Regions from separate parts of the Sus scrofa genome. Here regions 2 and 3 are each linked to region 1. A link is a contact called in public HiChIP or PLAC-seq and promoter capture Hi-C data. All regions are on one chromosome and are shown on one strand. The core of a region is the stretch at or near the end of the contact, and the rest is flanking DNA. Distances in the headings are between cores, read along the strand shown.

Region 1 (2,827 bases), core at 173-2,672:
TTCGATCCCTGGCCTTGCTCAGTGGGTTAAGGATCTGGCATTGCTGTGAGCAGTGGTGTAGGTCACAGACGCAGCTCGGATCCTGCTTTGCTGTGGCTGTGGTGTAGGATGACAGCTACAGCTCCAATTGGACCCTGGCCTGGGAACCTCCATATGCTGCGGTGTGGCCCTAAAAAGACAAAAGACCAAAAAAAAAAAAAGGATGTTGGAGTAGGTTGGAAAACACCCAAAAGAGAGGTGGAATTTCTACACTTATTCATTCAATATTTATTGAGCACCTGTTATTAGTTAGGCACTATTCTGGGCATAGACATAGGAAAGAACGAGATGACAGGCAAAGTCTCTGGACTTAAGGGGCTTGTTCTGTTGGGGTAGCAGATAATAAAGAAGCCTAGAAAATAAATCAATAAGACAATTTCAATAGGAAAATTTCTTTGCCAAAGTGATATTTGAGTTGAGACCTGCTGGGAATCAGGAGAATGGGTGTTTCAGGCAGAGGAACAACAAGTGAAAGGCCAATAAAAAGGAAAGACAGGTTGTTTCAGGAACATCTCCCTAAGCACCTTGCTTTTTAGGTTAGGTTTAAGGTTACAAAAACCGTGGCACAGTGGTTTAAGAACGTGACTGCAGTGGTTCTGGTCACATAGATCACAGCCATGGCTTGGATTGAATCTGTAGCCTGGAAACTTCCTTATGCTGAGAGTGTGGCCATTAAAAAAAAGACAGCAATAGGAATCCACAGTGATCTTTCCTATGGGAGGACCAGGGGGCAGAAATGTAAGGGTGTAACTTCTCATTCCTGTGGATCTTTTCCCCTTAAGTCATTAGAGCTTCGTAAGGGGAGGGACAATGTCTGAATTGCTCATCTCTGTGACTCCAAAATCCAGCACTGTGGCTGGAAGACAGCAGATGTTCAATAAATGTTTACTGGAACAGTAAGTGAGGAACATGCAAGTGGAAATCTTTGGGTTGGGGTCGGAAGCTGAAGGGCTGAGGTGTCTGTGTAAGAGTCTTATCTTGGAAGGCCTTGTCATACTCGGTTCTTTCCAAAAAAAATTTCACATACAAGTTTTTTGCTTGTTTAAATAATGGGGGAAAAGAGAGAATTAGAATCACTGTAACTAGTAACCTGAAAGAGGCTCGACTCAAATGGGGGCGACAGAAAAACGAACCAAATGACCACAGTCAGACAAGGCAAAGCCACACTCCTAGCTGTGAGCCCATCTGCTTAGGCTCAGCCCTCCTTAGAGTCCGCTGTTCGCTCTCTGGCAACTTTGTCAATAAAGTTTTTCACAAGGGCTTGCAGAAGCCGGAAAGAGGCCATGCCGCCCAGAGTTAGTTCTGGCAACTTCCCGGGAGGGAAAACGACTTTCGCGAGATTTGGTAGCAGCAGGCCCCCTGGCCTGCAACTGTGCAACTGATATCGCGAGATTTGGCAGGCGGAGGAGGAGCTGTCGCGGGCAGCCGCCTCACAGCGATGGCGGCCGAGCAGGGCCGGCGGCGGTGGTGCCTGCGGCTACGGCCGGAGACGGCAGTGGTGGCGGTAGCAGTGGGTGGCGGGGGCCTGTGACCGGGAGCCGCCCCTGGACCCGGGCACCATGAGCCAAGGCCCCGCCACAGGGGAGAGCAGCGAGCCCGAAGCAAAGGTCCTCCACACTAAGCGGCTTTACCGGTGAGAGGGGGGCCAGGGCGTGAGTGCAGTCGCCCAGGGAAGTGGGGGGACAGCGAGGGGCGGGGCCTCCTGGGCGGGAGGGGCCCGGTGCTGGGTTAGGGTGCTGGCGAGGGAGGAAGGTGCAATTTTAGAGGGAGCGGGGGGGGCGGGGGGGGCGGGGCTCCGTAACCCCAGGCAGAAGCTGAAAGAAGGAATTGGGTGGGAGGAAGGTTTGGAGGGAAGCACGTGGAGGAATCCCTTCCGCAGTAAGCTTGGGGCGAGCACCGTGCTTTGTGGATTTGGGATAAGAAGGTGGGAGTTGGGAACGGCAGGGGTTGCGCAGGTGAGGGTGGGGTCACAGAGGGGAGAAAAACCCGGAAGGGAATGGTGCTTAGAACCCTGTAGACTTACAGGGAAGAGCCCTGGACTGAAATCAAGAGAGCCAGGCTCAGGTCCCTGCTTTGCCATTCGCTCACTGTGTGACCTTGGGCCTCAGTTTTCTCATCCTTAAAAGGAGACATTTGGGTTTGGTATGCTTTGAAGTCCTGTATGGCTCTAAGTTTTGGTTGGGAATCTGAATGAAAAGAGACGGGAAGACTGTGTGGACTGGAAGAGCAGTGAAGGACTTTGAGTCTAGAATGTTCTTAGGTCATAGGAGCCCATTTCAGGGCACCTGGGGACTCCTCAGTTGAGACATCCTTCCAGCCTCATGACTACAGTCTCTTGCCAGGCACCTTCCATTCCTGGTTTCTGATTTCCACAGTGCCACTCACACTCCTCAACATCTTCAGCTTTTCAGCCCTGTGTTGGGAACAGACCAGTTGGCCCCCTCACCCCGTCCAGGATTGTTCATGTGGGGGCTGTTGAACTGGATCAAAATGGCATGAGGCGTAGAGGCTCTGTTGCATTTTCTGCTTTCTAGTAGGGGTTGGGGTTTTCATTTGGCTTAGGCTCTATAGAACAGAGGTGTTTGCATGAGAAGAATACCTTCAGAGCCATGCGCCCATCTTGGCAGTGAAAGAGTCAAGAGCATGTTGTCTTTCCCTTCCTGGAGTAGGCATCCTGCCTGCTAGGCTTCCTAAGCCAGAAGGCAGAGGGGAGTACAGGCTGTTCCAAAAATAGAAAAGTGATCCAATCCATCAGCCCCTGGGCTCCCACTGTGGGCTGCCCCAAGCA
Region 2 (2,700 bases), core at 156-2,655, 180 kb after region 1:
TCCTCTGCCTCCAAAGAGGACTTTACCTCACAAACTAGTTCGGATTTTTGGGTTCAAAGGCACTCCAGGAAAGGGCACCCTTCCATGGCTGCTCACCCACACATTCTTATAAAATTCTTTTGGGAAGTTCTTAAAAGTCTGATCTCAAGCCCTCAAGTTGCAGTGCCATCCTTTCTCCTACTGGGAAAGACCCAGGCATAAAGAGAGTGACAAAAGAAATGCCAAAGCTATGGGGTGAGGGGAGAAGAAAAGATTGCTTTACACTCCAACTTCCACAAGCTCCCCTAAAAGTCCCCAGCTGTCCAATTCGTGCCTTAAATACTGATTTTTTACTTTCACCAAATTTCCAGAGTCACAAGGTATTATTCAATGGGAGAAAGATGGGTGAGGCAAAGCAGAATGACGGTTAAGGCTAAAGAACAGATCGCCCCCAAGCTGTATGCACGGCCCAGGTCTGAGGAAGCCCGGGTCTCCATTCCATCGGGTCTCTCTTTCCTCCTCCTGTCGCACCCAAAGCTCCCGGCTCTCCCTAAACTGTTAAGTCACATCACGTCTTTCAGACTTCCCTTGCTTCCCCATTCTCGGTCCCCTACTTCTCTCCTCTCTTTCCACCCCTTCGTCCTCCTCACCTCAACACTCCAGAGCCCTCCCGGTTCCCTCTACAGATCAGAAGGAAGTGAACTAACTCACCTCCCAGTCGGTGCCTCTCAGATCTCCGAGACTGGGGGGCAGGAGGGGATGAGGGAGGATGGCTTGCCGCTTGGGGATGAGGGGACCCCGTCTTTTGCCAGGGGGTCCCACCCTCCAACCCGGCACCCCATCCCGGCTCCCAGAGCGCGCAGGACCAAGCTCTCCCCGCATCGCGGCTGCGGGCTTTGTCTGCTCTGCGGAGAACCTCTCCCCGCGGCCGGGAGCCGGGATATACTCTGGGAGAGCGGGAGGGGGGAGCGGAGAGCTGAGAGGGAGCGCGACAGGGAGGGGGAAGAGGGGAGAGAGCGAGAGAGCGAGAGAAAGCCGCAGTGACCCAGCCGGGACCGCTCCCCGCCCTCTCGCCCCCCCTCATTATCATAAGAAAGAAGGACCTGAGACTGGCCCGGATCGGGAAGGAGCCCGTCTTGGGAGGGGGGACACACTCCATTAGCCTTTTTTCGACCCGAACCGTTTCTGTACACTGACTCCTCTCCCGGTGCCCGCCCCTCGGAAAAATGAGGGACCTCGACTTCCATCCCACCCTCAGCTTCGCCTCTGAGCCGCGGGTAAAGACCGAAGGCACATCCCTATCCTCCTCGGGTCAGGGAATTCGTCCCCTCGCCCCCAAGGGCGGGAAACTACAACTCCCGGCATGCCCCGGGCGCCCCCGGCGCGCCCCCCTCCCGTCAGTTCCATGCTGCTCCATCCAGTTCATTTAAAACAAAAGAGTTTGAGCGCTGGAAGGGGCTGGGCTCTATTGGGGGCCACTGAGCGCCGCTCCTGGACTGGGGCTCGGTGCGGGAGCCTAAGGGGGGCGTCTGGACGGCGGGGTCTAGAGACTCCCGGGCCTGAGGCGGGAGGGGTGGGGGCAGAGATCCCGCAGCCCCCCGCCCCCCGTCACCCCCGGAGAAGAGAGGAGATCTGCTTTCTTGGTTTTGCTTCTCTTTCCCCCCACCCCCACCCCGGGGGCTGGGGCGAGGGGAGTCGGGTTACAGGGTGTTTGGGGAGGGGGGCTTAGGGGGAGGGTCTATCTTTCTATCTCGCTTTCTTCCCCCCTCCCCAGTTCTTTGTTCCCCCTCCCCACACACCCCCCTCCTCTCCTCTCCCCTCCCCTCCTCTCTCCTCTTTTCCCTTCCACCACCTCTCTCTCTCTCCCTCTCTCTCTCTCCCCCAGCTTTTGTTTCGCCATGCCTAGTCTAGTGGTATCTGGAATAATGGAAAGAAATGGGGGCTTTGGAGAACTAGGATGTTTCGGGGGAAGCGCTAAGGACCGAGGGCTGCTGGAAGACGAGCGCGCCCTTCAGCTGGCTCTCGATCAACTCTGCCTCCTGGGTTTGGGGGAGCCCCCCGCCCCCACGGCGGGCGAGGACGGGGGAGGTGGGGGGGGCGGCGCCCCCGCGCAGCCGGCCGCCCCCCCGCAGCCGGCCCAGCCGCCGCCGCCCGCGGCGCCCCCGGCCGCCCCGACAGCGGCCCCCGCGGCGCAGACGCCCCAGCCCCCCACCGCCCCCAAAGGGGCCAGCGACGCCAAGCTCTGCGCTCTCTACAAAGAGGCCGAGCTGCGCCTGAAGGGCAGCAGCAACACCACCGAGTGTGTACCCGTGCCCACCTCCGAGCACGTGGCCGAGATCGTGGGCAGGCAAGGTAAGCGGGCGCCGGGACCGTGGAGAGAGACTGGAGTGGGGGGCACCCCATCCCTAGCACGGAAAGTTCATTTCCTCCCTCCTTGCCCGCCTCTGGCTTGGTCTCTTCCCCACAAAGGGGGACCCGCCCCCTACCCTGATTTCCAAGTGCCACAAAGTTCCCGGCTACCCCCCAGTTGGGACTGTTCTCCAGATCCTTCCTCCCCTCAGGGCTGTGCCCTTAGACAAAGAAATATCCTCCGGTGGAGAGAGGGAAAAGGGAGGGGGATTGGTCTTCCAATCCGGGGAGGCTGTCCGGAGGGGGTGTCCACTCCTAGCCGGAAAAACTGGCAGAATGTGCAAAGAGTTACTCCGAGGCCCCTACTCCGGC
Region 3 (2,732 bases), core at 146-2,645, 210 kb after region 1:
TCAGAACGGATATCAACGTGCTCAGGATGGGGAGTAAAATACCTGACTTTCCATCCCAACTCGCCCACCGGCGCTCCTAGAAAGCAAGGGTCTGGGTTGAGTGTGTCCTAGAACATGCCCCAAACACCCAGCACGTCAGTTTCTCTTTCAAGAGTGGCCCTCTCGCCGGTTCACCCAAAGGCTGCCCCCTCTGCCACCTCCTCCCTTCCCAGAGAGCCTTCCCCACCCCTCCCTCGGAGAGCCGCGCGCAGCCCCACTCCAGTGCTCGCCGCTCGGCCTCTCGGTCCGCACTCACAGGGTGCTCTGGACACCTCCAGTGTTAGCTTGGCTTAGCACCTGGGTCAAAGCCTTGGGACGCAGCATGCCTGTGGCTCCTAACCCTGGGCTTTCACAACCTGATCCCGGAGTTTCCTATAACTGGCCTCCGCCTGCCGCTTCCCGTAGTCCAGCTGCCCGGCTCCAGAACTCCTGGGAGTTGTAGTTTCCTGGCCTGACTGTGCGGTTCTGACTCAACCCCGCCTCACCGCGGGGGGCGCTGGGAATTGTAGTTCCTCGAAGCTTCGCGAGGCACCCTGGGAACTACAGTTCGCCTTTCCAGTGAGACCACGCGGTTATGGGGGAAAAGAGCGGGAGTAAAAGGATAGTGGCAGTACTGGAAGGACATTTAACCCTCTCGGGCAGAGGAGTCATATCTGCTTGACAATCCACGATTCAGTAATTAAAAGAAAACAAAATTCCTATACTTGTCAGGCATACCTTGGGTTACTTCTCAAAGCAATTTTCTACATTATGCATAATTCTGTGAGATGAGGAGATAGATGCTATTGAGGAAATAGGCTCAGAAAGGCCATGCAGGCAAAAATCCAGGTCTCTGGAACTGTACTGAATAGACTTCTTGGAGGCCGCTACCCTCAGGGGAATTAAGTCAATCCTACAGAAGAGGTTTTAGGTAGATATCCAGAAGTGGAAAATTCAGCCTCCAAGTCGGGAGAAGCCTCAGGCCTGGAAAGGATTTGGGCTTTCCAAGAAAGACCAGTTATCATAGGGAACGGAGATAAAGCGGCGACACAGAAAGTCCTTTGTCCCGGAGAAAGAGTTAGTCGCGGAGGGGGCGGGTAGCTTTGGGCCCGGGGGCGGGGGGTTGGCACCTCAGCGCGACTCGGACCGGCTACCACGGGCGGTGGTCTCTCCCGGAGAGTTTGCTTCCCGCCCCTGTCCGGAGCAGCCCCTTTGGGGGCCGCCGCCCAGCAAGGCCCTGCCCAGGCTGCAGACCCCGGGCTCGGCCCTGGGCGGACCCCGCTGCAGTGGCCCCCCCGGTCCGCCCGGGGCGCTGTGGCTGCGGCTGGTCCGGAGGGGGCGGTGAAGCCTTGGGGAGGGGAGGGGAGAGGGGAGTGTTGGAGGCGCCGGAGCCGAGCACCGCCGGGCGGGCGGGGAGGAGGAGGAGCCGGGGCGGGCTGGCGGGCGGCCGGGTGGCGGCGGCGGCGGCGGCATGGCGGAGCCGAGCGGGGCCGAGACGAGGCCCCCGATTCGGGTCACCGTCAAGACCCCTAAGGACAAGGAGGAAATTGTGATCTGCGATCGAGCCTCGGTCAAGGAGGTAGTACGGGTGGTGGGGATTGGGGGGGTGCGGAGGAGTGGTCTGTGAAGAGGGGGGTGTCTCTGAGACCGTCGGGCGTATGGGAGGGCCGGGGAGAGGAGGGCGGGGGCCCAGCAGGCACTCGGGGAAGCGGGAGGGAAGAGGCGGCGGGTAGGGGGCGTCCTGCGAGGTCGATCCGGGGTAGCGTGGCGCGTGTTTGGGAAGGGAGGCCGGGGTTTGCCTTGTGGCCTGGTCTGGGGGCGTGGTGGAGTTGGAAGAGGACACCTTGCACAGGCAAGGGGGAAGGACCCTGTGTTGGAGAGGAGTGTTTGCGCCGCTTACTAGCGGGGGTTCGAGGCGCTGAGGCAGGGTGGGAGCCGGGCAAGGTGCGGAGGCCGGATAGTGGGCGCGGGGCGCAGGCGAGGAAAGCTCCAGGCTTCTACTGTGCGTCTCAGAGAACGCCCAGCATTCTGACGCCCGGCCGGTGCGGGGGGAGGATTTCCCTCTGCCGGGATCTTTGCTACTCTTTCAAATCAAGGTAGTTGCGTTTGGTTCTCAGCCCCTCTGGGATTTACACAAGGTGCAGTAGGTGCTCAAGAAAAATGTGGTGAATGACTGAATGAGGGAATATTGCTGTGTTCACCACCCGCCTGTGGCGGCTCCAGAATTTCACAGAGGCGGGGCTAAGATAGGCTTTCTGGTTGGGAAGGAGGGATCTGGAAGCTGCCTTTGCTTAGCAAGTGCACTGTTTTTACTTAGAGTGTAAGTTTGGGTTGGTAGGGGGGTTGCGGATAGATGTAGAGTCTTAACTCTTTCCAAGCCAGCTTTTAGTGCCATTATTGCCCTTCCCCCAACCTTATAAAATGACTCCATTCCAGAATTGAAATCATTTTCGCTGCAAAGCTGAATTTGGTATCAGCTCTAGTTGAGAGGATCCATGTTTTTGGTTCAGAGCTTGGGCTTCGGTATCGAGGCCTAAGTTCCAGTCTGCCCGGGGCAAGTTTCCTAACTGCTTTGATTCTCAGTTTTCTTGTCTTTAAAATGGAGATAATTGTTAACATGTATCTCATGGGATTTAGACTCTGAATGGTTAGTGCTTTTATAAATAACGTGTTACCTGGTAACTGGTTAAGGGTCAGCTGGTTAAGGGTCTGGC

What was found. Promoter capture Hi-C pulls out the DNA fragments that hold promoters and counts their contacts. HiChIP or PLAC-seq counts read pairs in DNA pulled down with a chosen protein or histone mark.
Region 2: a contact with region 1 is called in an H3K27ac HiChIP or PLAC-seq map of skeletal muscle. The contact joins the promoter of MEX3A here to the promoter of SMG5 in region 1. A contact is called at or near these places in 3 of 47 Hi-C or Micro-C datasets (embryonic fibroblasts, fibroblasts and liver) and 2 of 2 datasets of contacts at active chromatin or transcription factors (alveolar macrophages and skeletal muscle).
Region 3: a promoter capture Hi-C map of liver shows a contact between it and region 1, with 5 times the contacts expected there. The contact joins the promoter of UBQLN4 here to the promoter of SMG5 in region 1. A contact is called at or near these places in 1 of 5 promoter capture datasets (liver), 1 of 47 Hi-C or Micro-C datasets (skeletal muscle) and 1 of 2 datasets of contacts at active chromatin or transcription factors (alveolar macrophages).

What each region holds. Positions count from the first base shown.
Region 1 is chr4:93,768,907-93,771,733 of Sscrofa11.1, forward strand. SMG5 (protein SMG5) reads left to right here and starts at 1,423. Exons shown (of 22, transcript XM_021089680.1): 1 at 1,423-1,672. The coding sequence starts at 1,599.
Region 2 is chr4:93,948,471-93,951,170 of Sscrofa11.1, forward strand. MEX3A (RNA-binding protein MEX3A) reads left to right here and starts at 1,406. Exons shown (of 2, transcript XM_021089689.1): 1 at 1,406-2,331. The coding sequence starts at 1,878.
Region 3 is chr4:93,974,991-93,977,722 of Sscrofa11.1, forward strand. It overlaps UBQLN4 (ubiquilin-4), which reads left to right and starts at 1,396. Exons shown (of 11, transcript XM_003125701.5): 1 at 1,396-1,597. The coding sequence starts at 1,490. LAMTOR2 (late endosomal/lysosomal adaptor, MAPK and MTOR activator 2) reads right to left here and starts at 571. Exons shown (of 4, transcript NM_001243627.1): 1 at 296-571. The coding sequence starts at 363.